Regions from separate parts of the Mus musculus genome. Here all the other regions are linked to region 5. The links are chromatin contacts, called in public HiChIP or PLAC-seq and promoter capture Hi-C maps. All regions are on one chromosome and are shown on one strand. The core of a region is the stretch at or near the end of the contact, and the rest is flanking DNA. Distances in the headings are between cores, read along the strand shown.

The links. Promoter capture Hi-C pulls out the DNA fragments that hold promoters and counts their contacts. HiChIP or PLAC-seq counts read pairs in DNA pulled down with a chosen protein or histone mark. Capture Hi-C pulls out chosen DNA fragments and counts their contacts.
Region 1: a contact with region 5 is called in a promoter capture Hi-C map of neural stem cells. The contact joins the promoter of Anks3 here to the promoter of Alg1 in region 5. A contact is called at or near these places in 3 of 39 promoter capture datasets (erythroid cells, neural stem cells and pre-B cells), 6 of 484 Hi-C or Micro-C datasets (CD4 T cells, CD8 T cells, embryonic stem cells and 3 more), 8 of 115 datasets of contacts at active chromatin or transcription factors (the 230-238 cell line, the SCID.adh cell line, embryonic stem cells and 4 more) and 3 of 9 other capture datasets (adipose tissue, liver and pancreatic islet).
Region 2: a FOXA1 HiChIP or PLAC-seq map of pancreatic cancer cells shows a contact between it and region 5. The contact joins the promoter of Cdip1 here to the promoter of Alg1 in region 5. A contact is called at or near these places in 2 of 39 promoter capture datasets (cranial neural crest and erythroid cells), 1 of 484 Hi-C or Micro-C datasets (CD4 T cells), 2 of 115 datasets of contacts at active chromatin or transcription factors (extraembryonic endoderm stem cells and pancreatic cancer cells) and 1 of 9 other capture datasets (adipose tissue).
Region 3: a promoter capture Hi-C map of cranial neural crest shows a contact between it and region 5. The contact joins the promoter of Hmox2 here to the promoter of Alg1 in region 5. A contact is called at or near these places in 1 of 39 promoter capture datasets (cranial neural crest) and 1 of 115 datasets of contacts at active chromatin or transcription factors (pancreatic cancer cells).
Region 4: a contact with region 5 is called in a promoter capture Hi-C map of pancreatic islet. The contact joins the promoter of Mgrn1 here to the promoter of Alg1 in region 5. A contact is called at or near these places in 3 of 39 promoter capture datasets (the C10 cell line, cranial neural crest and liver), 3 of 115 datasets of contacts at active chromatin or transcription factors (extraembryonic endoderm stem cells, memory CD8 T cells and pancreatic cancer cells) and 1 of 9 other capture datasets (pancreatic islet).

The regions. Positions count from the first base shown.
Region 1 is chr16:4,962,795-4,965,494 of GRCm38.p6, forward strand. Anks3 (ankyrin repeat and sterile alpha motif domain containing 3) reads right to left here and starts at 1,443. Exons shown (of 17, transcript NM_028301.4): 1 at 1,326-1,443. It also overlaps 4930451G09Rik.
Region 2 is chr16:4,788,555-4,791,254 of GRCm38.p6, forward strand. It overlaps Cdip1 (cell death inducing Trp53 target 1), which reads right to left and starts at 1,387. Exons shown (of 6, transcript NM_025670.5): 1 at 1,277-1,387.
Region 3 is chr16:4,724,920-4,727,695 of GRCm38.p6, forward strand. Hmox2 (heme oxygenase 2) reads left to right here and starts at 1,442. Exons shown (of 6, transcript NM_001136066.2): 1 at 1,442-1,552.
Region 4 is chr16:4,884,795-4,887,494 of GRCm38.p6, forward strand. Mgrn1 (mahogunin, ring finger 1) reads left to right here and starts at 1,306. Exons shown (of 17, transcript NM_029657.4): 1 at 1,306-1,679. The coding sequence starts at 1,592.
Region 5 is chr16:5,232,248-5,234,947 of GRCm38.p6, forward strand. Alg1 (asparagine-linked glycosylation 1 (beta-1,4-mannosyltransferase)) reads left to right here and starts at 1,374. Exons shown (of 13, transcript NM_145362.2): 1 at 1,374-1,610. The coding sequence starts at 1,403.

The sequences.
Region 1 (2,700 bases), core at 193-2,692, 270 kb before region 5:
TCAAGGATACAGAGCACCACAATATCCATACTCAAGAGTTCTGGTGAACCCAGAAGGAAGCCCGAAGGAAGTATGACCCAGAAGGTACTAATTCCCTCGAGGCCCTTAAACACTCTAGCATTATCCTGTGTTGGTGAAAGCTGGGCCTGGCAGCACAACTTCCAGACGAGGCAGAAGAGTCAAATCCCAAGCCTGCCTGGGCAACTTAGTGAGACTAAAATATTTTAAAAGTAGAAAGATGGGCTGGAGAGATGGCTCAGCAGTCAAGAGCACTGACTGCTCTTCTGAAGGTCCTGAGTTCAAATCCCAGCAACCACATGGCTCACAATCACCAGACAACTACAGTGTACTTAGATTAAAACAAATATGTTTTTAAAAAGTAGAAAGATTGTTGAGGATCTATCTCAGTGATAAGCACTATATATACACAACTTGCAAGGACATAAGTTTACTTTTAAAAGTTATAAAAAGGACAACATACAACAGTTTGCCAGTCTCACGATGAGTGATGTGTGTGGGCTGGTAAGGTGAAAACAAGGCCTGTATCCTGGAAACACCAGCTTCTCCTGCTGCAAGGCCTGCGCTCAAGTAGCACCTAACCTAGTCTGAACCAACAGAATGGACACGTGCTTCCCCAAACTGGAAACCATAGGCGGATTAGCAGAACCCTGGAAGAACTCACACCTGCAACTCCAGCTCTTGGGGGGCTGAGACAATAGGACCGCCTTTGAGTTCAAGGACAACCTGGGTAACATTAGATGCTTACACTAAAAACATCCAACCCGCCAGCGTAGTGGCACCGGCCTTTAATCTCAGCATCTGGGAGGTAGATCTCAGTGAGTCTGTGGCCAGCCTGGTCTACACAGTGAGACACGCCCACAATCTCAAAAAACCAACACCCCCAAAAAATCGATTCAAGTAAAATAAAAGTTTCTATGTCTTCTGCACCTCTCTCTCTCAGAATTTCAGTTGCAGCCCTGATAAGTTATTCTTAAAATTCTTAAATCTTAGTTTTAAAAAAAATTCTATTCTGGAGGCAACTGTCATTCCTCCAAGAGATCCATGAAGGCCTCGAGGGAGCCCCTGCAGCCCAAATGTACGACGCAGTTCCGACCCTAGCGGTCCCGGCGACTATGCACGACCGCAGGCTCCCGTGTGGCTCAGCAGTCTGGCCGACACCTCGCGTGACCCCTTAGTTTAGCACCACGGCGGCGGGCCCGTGTCCCCAAACCCTGCGACAGGCAAACGCCAGGGCTGCCCACCCGAGCAGACTCAGGGCGCCTTGGGCCCCACCTCTCAGAGGGCCCTGCCGCGGCCCGGCCTACCTTGCAAGGCCTCAGGTTCCCGGGCCACCCTCCAGCGACAGCGGCTCGCCCCTCACCGGCCGACAGCCCTGCGCCCGGCCCACCCCGGAAGTAATCCTCGCACGGCGCAGAGCATCCCGGGAAGGTGACGGACGTTCTGTTATTGACACGCCACAGCAGCCCATGAGATGGCAGATACCGGCCCATTCGCTCGGGAGCCAATCCTGAGGCAGAGAGGCAGGCGGCGAGTCGCCAGGCCGCCGTGGGTGGCCGTACTCAGCACGGGGACAAGGCAAGTGGGCGGGCGGAGCGGCTGAGGCAAGTGGGAGACCGCGGAAACCCACGCGACGATGGGTGGGTCCTGGCTGCGGGTGGCAGGGAATGAGACCCTCCCCTCGGCTCTAGCACGGACTGCCTCGTCCCGCTGCCTTCCAGTTCCCTTGACAACGACGCCTGGCGCGGGGCGGGGCGAGGCGGGGCCAACTGGCTTTGAGGAGAAACACTGAGCCGCTCGGTCTTCTGAGCTCCTCCATGCTCTTTCCTCTGCGGGTCAAGCCTTCCTTCAACCCTCCCCGCCTTGCACACCTAAAGGACGATCAGTCCTGGGCGGCCCCCTTCACTTCGGTGATTCTGTGTCCTACCGCCAAAGCCCCTGGTAGGAAACATCTTTTGGTGCGTATACCAAAAGCGTCTCCACCTGTGGTTCCCAATTCAGGACAGCCAAGCACCCGTCCTTGCTCAAATGCCCTAAGACCCCACTCACTCCTCTGACGCAGCTCTGGTTTGGCACCGTTAGCTGATCTGCTTGGTCCGCTTGCTAGGCCTTCACCCACAATCCTAAAGTCCCTCTGCCCCTGAGGACTGAACGTGTTTTCTTTAGGGTGAGATATAAAAGGTGGAGCTGAGCCAGCGACTGGATTATAGAGACTCATTTGAGTGATGACTAAAAAAAAAAATCTCTTGAATAATGGATCTTAAACCTCTAATTCTAAAGATTATTTTTAATTATATTAATGAATTAGTTTGTATTTTAATTATGTGTATGGGTGTGAAGGTGGGTATGTGTACTCCAGTGCAGATACGAGTGGACGCCAGAGACGGGCTCTCCCTGAGGTTAAAGTTGCAAGTAGTTGTGGTTTTGGAAACTGAATTGTGATCCTCTATGAGAGCAGTAGAGGACACCACCATCTTGTGCACTCATGACTGCACATACCCACACATACAGTCCTGCTACCAAGTGACATAAGTTTGCAGAACCAGAAGGAAATGGGTAGAAACTAGAATTTTTGCGGGTGCATTTTCATCTACAGCTGATCAAGGCTTTGGGAAGGCTACCAATGCTAGTTTCTCCTTGAACACCCAGACACTGCCACCTCACCTTGTGTGCTCCACAGGA
Region 2 (2,700 bases), core at 137-2,636, 440 kb before region 5:
TTTACACATTCCCTCTTTCTTCTGGTCAGCTACCTTCTCAACATCCATGTAAAGGTCTTTCCTGGTTCTAAAAACACATCCTATAGAAACCCTCCAAAACCCTTTGGATCGTCAGGACTGGGAGGCAGACTGATTTTCAAATAGCCAAGGGGAAAAAAAAAATCAATAAGCAACAAGATTTCTAAGTCTAGTTAATAATATGTAAGCTTTACTAGGAATGGAAATATACTATTATCTGCATGTACTTTGGCATGAAAATAAAAGACTGAAGGATAAGTACCCAATAAAGATATTAATTGTACATTCTAGGTGGTAGTCCATAGGTGTGCACTGTAAAGTTCAACGGTTTTTGTATGCTTTGAATTTTTCCTAACTAATGTCAAGGTAGAGGAGGTCTTTGAGATAGTGAGTGACCAAAAATATCTTTCTTATTATGAGCAGAGAGCAAGAAGAGCAGACATGTTCACCTCTTTCTTCCCACCCAACTCTGGTCAGCACCAACAAGCTAAGGACCAGAAAGAGCAGTCCTATTTGCCCAGAAAATGCCCTGTTTGGAGTACACTACAAAACTGATATAAAAACTACTGCATGCCCTCTCCCCAAAGTCCCTGATCCTTACTCCCAAGACACAGATTCTCAGTTCCAAGTGTGCATGAGAATTTCTGGAGAGCTTACTAAATGCAGATTTCTGGGCCTTACCCCATAAATACTCAAATCAGATCCTGGGGAATGGGGAAAGTCCAGGTCTTTCTGATACAGAGGATCCTATCCTGATCACTCCATCTTCCTTGACACCTGTTGAGAGGTCCCAGGAGACCCACCTTCTCCAAGGTCCTGGATGGCTTGGGGCTTCGCCAGCCCCTCGCCTTCCTAACGTCCTGCCGGAGCGCCACGTAGAGCCAAGTCTAGACCTGCAAACCGGCGGGGGAAAGAGGGCGAGACGGCCTCCTCCAGGACCGCCAAGGTCACCCGCGGGTCTCTGAGGCTTACCTCAGGGATCCTCCCCGACCGATCGCCGTTCCTCAACCCTCCATACCCCGAGGAAAATGGCTCGTACAGCCGTCGCTTACAGAAAAGTAGAAAGGCGTGATAATCACCCGAGTGGGCTGGCCCTTCTCTGGCTGATATCCCCTGTCTGCAGGCCCAGTTCGCTCGGGGCCCTGGAATGCTAGCCCTCGCAGCCCCGCAGCTGCAGCCACGCCGAAATCAACTGCCCTGATTTTGCGTGGCGTTTCGGAGGGAACGGACTCCACCACGACAACCCAGGCCCGTTTACCTCGAAATCCAGAAGCCTGAGGCCAGAGGGACAGAGATCTGCAGTGGTCCGGCCCGCTGCTCCGAGGAGCCCCTCTACCAGAGGACTCGCAGCACTCACCGCCCCCGCACCGAGAGGACCCTGGAATTTGTAGTCTTTCGGCGCACCCGCAGCATTCCCTGAGGCGGGAGCCTACAGCTCCCGGCACCCACCGCGCGGCGGGTGAGGGCGGAGCTCGGCGGGCTAGGTCACGCGGGCGGAGGGTTTCGAAGCCTAGCCCCCGCCTCGGCGTGTGAGAGGGGTCCCTTCGGAAGCCGCTTGGAAGTCTCAGAGGTGACTCACCGTCAGTTCCAGCCCCTCACCGGCCAAGCGCTGCCGCAGGAAAGGCTGCCTCAGCCCCGTAGCTGTCCAGAGGGAACCGCAAGGCTGTGGAGAAAGGCCCAACCTCCTGGCCTCTCGCCTTAGGGCGGGGCTTCGCGCCTCACGCAATGAGCTTGGATGACGTCAGTGGAGGCCCGTTGCGGGTGGGAGACGAACGAGTGGTAGTTCCCCAGGCCTTTATGATGGGGGGGGGAAAGGCTCGAAAGAAAGATGGTGGTGCTAGCGCTCCCTCAGGCCAGCCAGCCAGGCGTGCTGCGCACCCCAAGAGTTGAGGGAGAGCTACCACCCTTGCCCTAAGCTGCCTGGGCTTTCATGAAGCTGTGAACCACACCAGCTGTCCCTGCCCTCACACAGATTCCACTCTGACAGACAATACACAAATAAGCCACAAAATGACCAGCATCTCAAAGGAAAGCAACAGGATGTCCCAACAGAATTAGAGTGTTGCCTCTGAGTAGGGAAGGTAGGAAAGGCTATGTTGGGATGAGGTGTGAAGTAAAGAAAGAGACTGGCAGTCGTGGCGCACGCCTTTAATCCCAGCCCTCGGGAGGCAGAGGCAGGCAGGTTTCTTAGTTCGAGGCCAGCCTGGTCTACAGAGTGAGTTCCAGGACAGCCAGGGCTATACAGAGAACTCTGTCTCCAAAAAACAAACAACAACAACAACAAAAAAAAACAAAAACAAAAAAAAAAAGAAAGAAAAGAAAGAAGACTGGTATAGATGAACTTTTGAAAGGCACTTTGGCCAGCAAGGTGAAGACTGGAAGACAGCACCAAGGTCATCAATGAAGTTTGGATTTATTGCACATGGAAACTAAAGCTCTCTTCTTTTTCTTTTGTATTTGTGTGTGTGTGAGGCACGCATGTATGTCAAAGGGCAACTTTCAGGAGTCAGGCCTCCTTCCAGCATGTGGGCTTTGGTTCTCACTCAGGTCTTCCAAAATGGCAAAGACCCATGAGCCATCTCACGGATCCTTTTGTATGTTTAGGCAGGGTGTTCCTCTGAGTCTTTCAGGCTCACAACCATCCTCCTACCGCTCAGTCTGTCAAGTGCTGGGATTACAGGC
Region 3 (2,776 bases), core at 192-2,691, 510 kb before region 5:
TATAGCACAGTGGAGAGTTCTTGTCTAGCATGCTGGAGATCCTGGATTCAATCCCTAGTAGTGTGTCCTCTTTCAACAACAACAACAACAACAACAACAACAACACAGAAAAGAAGGCTCTGAGGAGAGCTTACATAAACTACTTTCTTGTAACTCTGTCCCAATAAAATCCAACACCCTGGTCCTGCTCATGCAGAAACTGCCTTCATACTTTGGTCATCAATTAGATTATCTAGGCTGCTTCCAGAACTTGTTGTTTTTTTTGTGAATAGTGTTGAGTAGGAAAAGATTCTGCAAATTTGGTTAAAGCTTCTAGTGTGGAAATCTTCCTAGCTTGTGGGTGCATCGTGCACCTGAATAATAGAGAGGTAGAAAGAGAACATTTGTTGGGTTGGGGAGACATAACTCTGCAAAAGTAAGGAACTTTTCTATGTCCTCCTTGCTTAATGACACGGAGACCTTTATATTTATTATAAAGGTGAGGCGCAGAGCCAGGCAGACTCTAAGCTATTCTAACCAAGTATGCTGGCCTACTTCCCAGCCATGTGGACCTTTCCTGCCTTCTCAGGCTTGCTCTGGCTCCTCCTCCTTCATTCCTGTTCGGATTCCTGTCTCCCTTCTCTCCCACCTGAGATGCTCTCTCTGTCTCTGGCCTCAGAAGTCCTGCCATATCCTCTCCTGCCCAGCCATAGGCTATTAAGCTCTTTATTTAACCAATCAGGAGGTGATAGAGAATAATATTTTATAAAATACTGAGTCATACTAAAGTCGAGACTGGAGCTGGACCTCTGGGTACAGGAATCAGACAGAATACAGAGTGCACAGAAATGTCCCTCAGCATAACTCAGTAAGAGAGCTTACTCAAAATCTAGAATTCCATCTCCAGCACAAAACCAAACCAAAACTTTAATAGTTAAAAAAGTAATTAAGTGCTGGGCAGTGAGTGGTGGTGCATGCATTTAATAACCCCAGCACTTGGGAGGCAGAGGCAGGCGAATTTCTAAGTTCGAGGCCAGCCTGGTCTACAGAGTGAGTTCCAGGACAGCCAGGGCTATACAGAGAAACCCTGTCTCGAAACACCCCGCCCCCCCAAAAAGAATCTATTAATTCTTCCCCAACAAGTTACATTCCCAACCCTTTTGTGTTTTTGTTTGAGCACTGACAAATGCTCACACTGTAGCCCAGGTTGCTCTTGAATTCTCCAGGTTGCTCTTGAATTCTCCAGCCTCAACCCCACCCCTGTCCCCCACCGAGTGCTGGGATTCCAGGCTTGAGCCCCCACTCTCGATCAACAAGCAGTTGGCTTTGGCTGACACGCTTCCTTCCTCTCCGGTTAACATTACTACTCCCCACTCCCGAAGCTTTCTCAGAAGGCAGTGTCGGCTCGCCCAAGAGCCTCCCGCTAGCTGCCGTGCGCCTGGGGGCGTGGCCTGGTGACTCCGCCCCTCGCTGCGTGCGCACGTCCTACCGTCCTGGCGCTCGCCCTCTCGGCTGCGAAGGTACAGAGAGAGTCGCAGACGCGGAGACTGACTGACCTGCGGAGCCACTGACGGTGAGTGGTCCGCTCTGTGCCCCGTCCTCCCCTCCCGGGTCCTTGCATGGCGGCGGCCTTCTTCGAAGCTCTGCTCCGCTGTCCCCCCGCGACTCGTCCTCAGCCTGAGGGGACGTCGGGCGGGGGGTGGCCGGAAGCGGGCTGAGGCGGGCGAGCGAGCGAGCGGGAGACTGGGGGTCGGAGAGGGGCCACCGAGCGGGCCTTGAGCGTCAAATGAGCCCGAAACCGCGGACGTCGCGCTCTAGACGGCTTTGAGCTCCATCCCCAAGAGTCCTCTGGTGTTCCCGTGGGGCATAGCCCCTCCCAGCGTCACGAATGCTCTTGAGGTGACTCCGGGGTCGAAGTTAGTGCAGCAGCGCAGCACATGAGCCTACCTGAGGTCCCGGAGGAGCCCGGGGCGTGGCGGCCTTGTTGGCCAGCCTTCAGTGGCTCCCCTCGGTGGCAAGATCCCTTAGAATCCCTGTGGGGACTTGATGAGTGACCTGTGGTTCTGAGTGCAAGACTGGGAGGACTCAGTCGTAGATGTAGCCGGTTGGTCTGGCCCAGGAGGTCACCTGTCACCACCAAAGCACAGAGCTCCAGGTGACTTAATTGCTCTGTAAGAACTGCCTGGACCGCCTTGCACACTGCTTGCACAAGGACTGTCTTGTGTCATGCCGTTTAAATTGGTTCTGAAGGACCAGTTGTGGCCTGTGTTCAATTGTGGGCACCGCAAACTCAACTAGAGAAGGGAGTGTTCCCGAAAGACAGAAATATCATATACTGTCCAGTTGAGGGAGAGCGCTTGCTCTCCAGTCCTTTCTAAATCCTTGAGTGTTTTACTACCTATAAAGTGAGAATATTAAGAGACTCGTGAAGTAAATCCACGAACATTCCACAGGCGAGATAACAGCACTGAAGATCTTAGTTATGCATAGACATCCTGTGATTTTTTCAGAAGTGGATTAGAGATTAGAAATGGTTTTGTTTAAGTGGTCATACTGGCCTTAAACAGTCTAGTCATGTAGAAGGTTTTGTGCGTTCCTATTTCTGGTATAGTGCTTCAGTTTATAATAGTTATTATAAATGTCATTTAATACATAATTATTAAGAAAGTTTTTTTTGGCGGTGCAGTTTGAACAAGATGAGCATGTATTTTACTACTGAGCCCACAACCCTACCCAGTGTTTTGTGTTTTGAGAAGGAAATCTTGCCATGTAGTGTGCACTAACTGAATTTGAGATC
Region 4 (2,700 bases), core at 56-2,555, 350 kb before region 5:
TTTTTGTTTTGTTTTTTCGAGACAGGGTTTCTCTGTATAGCCCGGGCTGTCCTGGAGCTCACTTTGTAGACCAGGCTGTCCTCGAACTCAGAAATCCGCCTGCCTCTGCCTCCCGAGTAAAGACGTGCGCCACCACGCCAGGCTTCAGCCTATCAATTCTTGATATTTTCTCTCTTCCTTCACCGGACTTTGGAGGATAGCAATAGGCCAAGTTGGCCTGAAAATTGATGTCCTCCGTACCTACGATGCAGCAACTCAGGATGGAGCCCATGATGCACATTTCTGCTGGCCAGCAGAAGAGGTTGGGGTGACGACAGACATGGCCCAGACCAGGCCGCACCGAGGCACACCCACCGCGCGAGGGTATTTTTTTGCTCACTTGAGGTCTTCACTTAAGGCCTATGCTTGTCACCTTATCTACAAGGGACAGGGGGAGGATCTTCAAGGACTTTGCATTCAGGTTTAGTATAGTTTGAACTATGGTGAAGTCACCACCTGATACTTCACTACCTGCTGGTCTCCCTAGCTGCTCTCCTGGAACAGCAGGTTCAAGATGGGAGGCACTTCTAAGAAACTCAACTCCTCTGAGAATCATAAAAACATACCCTGGCATCCTCAAAGCAGTGCGTGTGTGCGCGCGTGCGTGTGTGTGAGAGAAGCCAGGGCATAGCTTGTAAATTAATGTTGCAATCCGTATCCTGATTTTTCTGAACTTGCTTTTAGCATATTATTTGCCGTCTGCCCTGCTTTGTGCCTCAGTTTCCCTATGTGTCAAAGGGGGAGAAATCTGTCTTCTGAAAATTCCGTGTCCATTGTAAATGTTTCTGTGTAGCCCTAGCTGTCCTGGAACTCACTCTGTAGACCAGGCTGGCCTCGAACTCAGAAATCCGCCTGCCTCTGCCTCTGCTGGGATTAAAGGCGTGCGCTACCAAGCCCGGCTTTTTATTTATTTATTTATTTTTTAATGTTTTGACTTCTTGACCAAGGCTCCAAGGCTTGGTGGTTACCCAGTTGTCCTCTGGTTAAAGGTATTCCCTTTGCGGCTGAGGATGGGAGAAGAACCTCGGGAAGTGGGGGAGAGCTACTGTAGAATTGTCGACATTTTCAGACTTGGTTTACATGGGAGACGCTCGAAATTCTGAGGGTGTCTAAATGTAGACAGAAGATGAAGGGACTGAGGCATTCCGGTTTCAGTATCCAGCTGGGCAGCCGAGGTTAGCGTCGTGTGAAGGAGATAACCCCCTTAGCCGGAGCCTCTTGGTTCGACCCACTGTGGCTACTCACGTGAGAGGTGGTGGTGGTGGTGGTGGTGGTGGTGGTGGTGGTGGCAAGCTTGGGAAGCGTAGTACGCAGGCGCATTGGCTGCCTGGCCTGGACTCCATTTCCCCTGGAACTGCGGGGCGGGGGCGGGGGCGGGGCGCCGGGCCTAGGCCGGGGCGGCCGGGGGCGGGGGCTGTGGAGAGGTGCCGCGGCGGCGGCGGCGGTGGCGGCGGTGGGTACGCGTTGGTGCGGCCTGTTTTGGGCCATGTCCGTGTGAGGACGCCGCAGCCGACAACCTCTCCTCTCCGGCTGGCCGGTAGAAACGCGCACCATGGGCTCCATCCTGAGTCGCCGCATCGCGGGCGTAGAGGACATCGACATACAGGCCAACTCGGCCTATCGCTACCCTCCGAAGTCCGGTGAGCTTCCGAGGACGCGGACCGCGGAAGGGGGCTGGAACGGGGACTGGGGACTCCAGGAGGCCCGGGGATCAGACGCGCGAGCGCCCTGCCCTGTCGCGGACCCTCCTCCTGTGCCCCTTCCCGGTACCTGTGGAGTTTGAGGCGTGGCTGCGGCCCTGGCTAGCCCTGCTGGCCGCAGACGCACCTTGCGCGGCCTCTTTTTAACTGGTGACCTTGGGCCACTCACTTTGTGTATGCACCGATACTTGGCATCTCTGGGATCAGACTGCATTGGTAGTGAGGACACCCTCACCACCGACCCGGTGGTGCCGGCTTTGGAGGCATGAAGACCGGCCCTGGATTGTGACAACTCATTAGGATTTGGACCCAGGCTTTCCTCTTCCCGTGCGAGTGAGGGACACTGGTGTTTGACCTAGGGAGGTGATCGATAGGGAGGTGCTGGGTTCCATTGGAGGACAGGATAATGGTTTGAATGGTTAGAGAGAACTACTGACCTTTCCCTCTCATTCAGGGCAGACTCACTGGTAGATTATGGGAGCTGGATGGGGGCAGAGTTGGAACCAGCATCAGATATCAGATGTGGGATCCCAGAGGAGCCTTGCTCCTATTCTCATTCATAGTCTCTGCTCTCTCTCTCTCTCTCTCTCTCTCTCTCTCTCTCTCTGTCTGTCTCTCTCTCTCTCTCTCTCTCTCTGTGTATGTGTTTAAAATAAGGACAGTATGTCATGTAGCCCAGCATGGCTCCAACTCCTTATGAGAGTGACATTGAGCAAACACTGGTCCTCCTGCCTCTACCCTCCCAGTGTTGAGATTTGAAATGTGCACTTTGCCCTGTTTTATGAGGTGCTGGAGACTTGAACTCAGCGCACTGTGCATGGTAGTCAAGCATTATATTAACTTAGTCACATTCTTAGACCAGGCCTTTTTCTAAGACAAAAGTCCTGTTATATAGCTCTGGCTGGCCTGGTACTCAGTTCTCCAGCCTTAGGCTTCTGGTGCTGAGACTACAGGTGTGTCC
Region 5 (2,700 bases), core at 124-2,623:
TCCCTCCCTCCCTTCCTCCCTCCCTTCCTTCTTTCCCTTCCTTTCTTTCTCTATAACCCATTGTCTATTCGTCTCTCCCTAAACTTGAGTCTCCTTTTTCTCCTTATAAGCTGAAAGCCAACAAGCTTTAGTGAGCTTTCTGTTTCTGCCCCTCACAGCTGAGATTATAGGTTTTGTGGTGACATCCAGCTTGTTACATGGGTGTCAGGATTTGAACTCCTGTCATGATTGCAAGTAAGAGCTCTTAACTGCTGAGTCATTTATCCAGCCCCTTATTTTTTTGAGTTCTTGTCATAAGCTGCCCAGGCAGGTCTTGAACTCTCTATGGAGTCGAGGATGACCTTGGCTTCTCCTCCACAGTGCCAGAATTACAGGCTATACTATGCCTGCTTCCTCTCTTTTGTATTTGAATTGTTGTATTCAATGTGCATGCATCTTAACAAATGAAGAGATAAACATTTTGCTTAATAAATTTTCTCACTGGAAGGCACCTCTGCTAAAGAGCCAGAGGCCCTATGGTCTCTTGCCTTCTACCAACAAAGATCGGTTTCCATGTGTAGCCATGATCTTGTTTATACATTCACTTCTCAGGGAATGGCCTCTTTCCTCAACAAAACTAGGAAATTCATCCAAATTGTTTTTATTTATTTAGTGTACAAGGGAGGTGCTGTGTGTGTCACAGCAGGAGCGTGGAAGTCAGAGGATGTAGAGAGTTGATTCTCTCCTTCCTGAGATGGTACCCTACTTTAGCATCAAACACCTTTACCTGAAGAAAACTCATCAGCCTCTCATCTAAAATTTAATCTCTCTTGTTAGATTATTAAAGGCAGCTACTGAGAGAGTAGATAAAAGAGGCTGGGTCTGATCATAGCCGAGACAAGTTCATGTACGGTGAGGGTACATTTTTGTGTAGATGGCTAAGATACTCACAGAAGATGAGATATGGCCTCCTATAGGGGTAGAAATGACTTCACAGTCCGTAAGGGAAGCTGAGAAGTGTACTCTAGCAGCAGGTAATCATTATCATCATTATTATAGTTTGAAATTTATCTTAGCGGTCTTTAAAAGAAGTTCTTAGACTCCAATAAAGGTACAGCTTTACTTTCACAGGGGAAAACACACTTCAGAGAACTTGGCATGGCTAAGTCCATTCTTGGGCTCCTTAAGTAACTCTTCAAAGGCCTCCTACCCTTTCCAGGCCCCGCCCCCCCGTTCAGAGCCCGCCCCCATCTTCCAAATTCTCTTTCCTTTTCTCCCAGACCTCGCCTTATCCAAGGCTCCGCCTCCTCCTTCGTAAAGAGGCGATTTCATAATCACCTCCCCCTGGGCAGGGTCTGGGGTGTGCGCTTGCGCATAGCGAGGCTTCCGGGCCCGGTCACGTGCTCGGCGCCGGCCGGCCAAGATGGCAGCGTCCTGCGTGGCGCTGCTGGTTCTGGCGCTGCTGTTGCTGGTGCTGCTGCTGGGCTTGTGGAAGCGTGGGCGGCAAACGGGCAGGGCCCGGCACATGGTCGTCGTGGTGCTGGGCGACGTGGGCCGCAGCCCCCGCATGCAGTACCACGCGCTGTCATTGGCCCAGAGCGGCTTTTCGGTGACGCTGCTGGGGTTCTACAGTGAGTGGCGGGGACCTGAGAGGGAGGCTCAATCAGGAGCCTTGACTCTCCCTGTTTTGGGACAGAGGCGGGAGCAGCTGTGCTCCTCTCCTGCCTGTTCTGGTCTGGACCGCTGTTTTCTGGTGTCTGGGAGCAGCGGGCGTCAGTCGCCGTTTACCATACGTGAGGACTACAAATAGATCGGTTGCAAAAGTGTCTGTCACTTGCTTTGTTTAGGTAGTGCACAGACAGGCTGCAACCCTGGTGTGTGAGACCTTAGTGCTGGTCACCACTTCCTCATGCTGCCTTTGTCACTGAGTTGGCAGGCTGAATGTTTCTTCACATCCCTTGTCCAGCCGCAGAGCTTTTCTTGCTGTGGATGGTTCTCTTGTCCCCTAAGGTGTAGGCAGAGGTGTCCACTCCCTCATCATGTCCACGTGGATGATTTTTCAGGGGTTCACTCTTACTATGCAGCCTCTAGCTGGTTTGGATCTCACTATGTAGGCCAGAGTGTCCTTGAACTCACAGAGATCCACTTGCTACTGCCTTTAGAGTGTTGGGATTAAAGGCATGCACTTTAGTAGCCCCTCAGGTATCCAACCTTTTGACACAGTCATATGAAATCTGCTAGCATGTTGGGGACATTCATAACTATCCTCGAACACGTGCTGGGCACCTCAAATTGGATCTGCGAACTTGGGGGTGGCCCAGCTCTATCTAAGGGAAAGTGGAAATAGCCCTTATTGGTCCCCGTGTGGAGTGCTATCCTAGGGCAGACTGCCATCCAGGAGTTCTACTCTTTATCAGTTAAATTGGGTCCCTATTGCATGCCAGTCATCAGGTTAAATTAAGTAGGTATGATGAATGCCCTTCGAGGGTATTCTATAGAAGAACACAAAGTGACCTCATTTTCTATTCTGGGTACTGGGGACCTGTGAGGTTTTGATAGGTGTTATTTTCCTTCCACCTTGTTTACTTGAGATGGGCATGCTTTGTAGCACATGCTGGCTTTGAACACTTTATCCTGCCTTATCCTTCCAAGTACTGGAATTACAGATGTGAAGGAACACACCCAGCTGACTGTAACTGGCTATTTCTGATACCTGAAAGG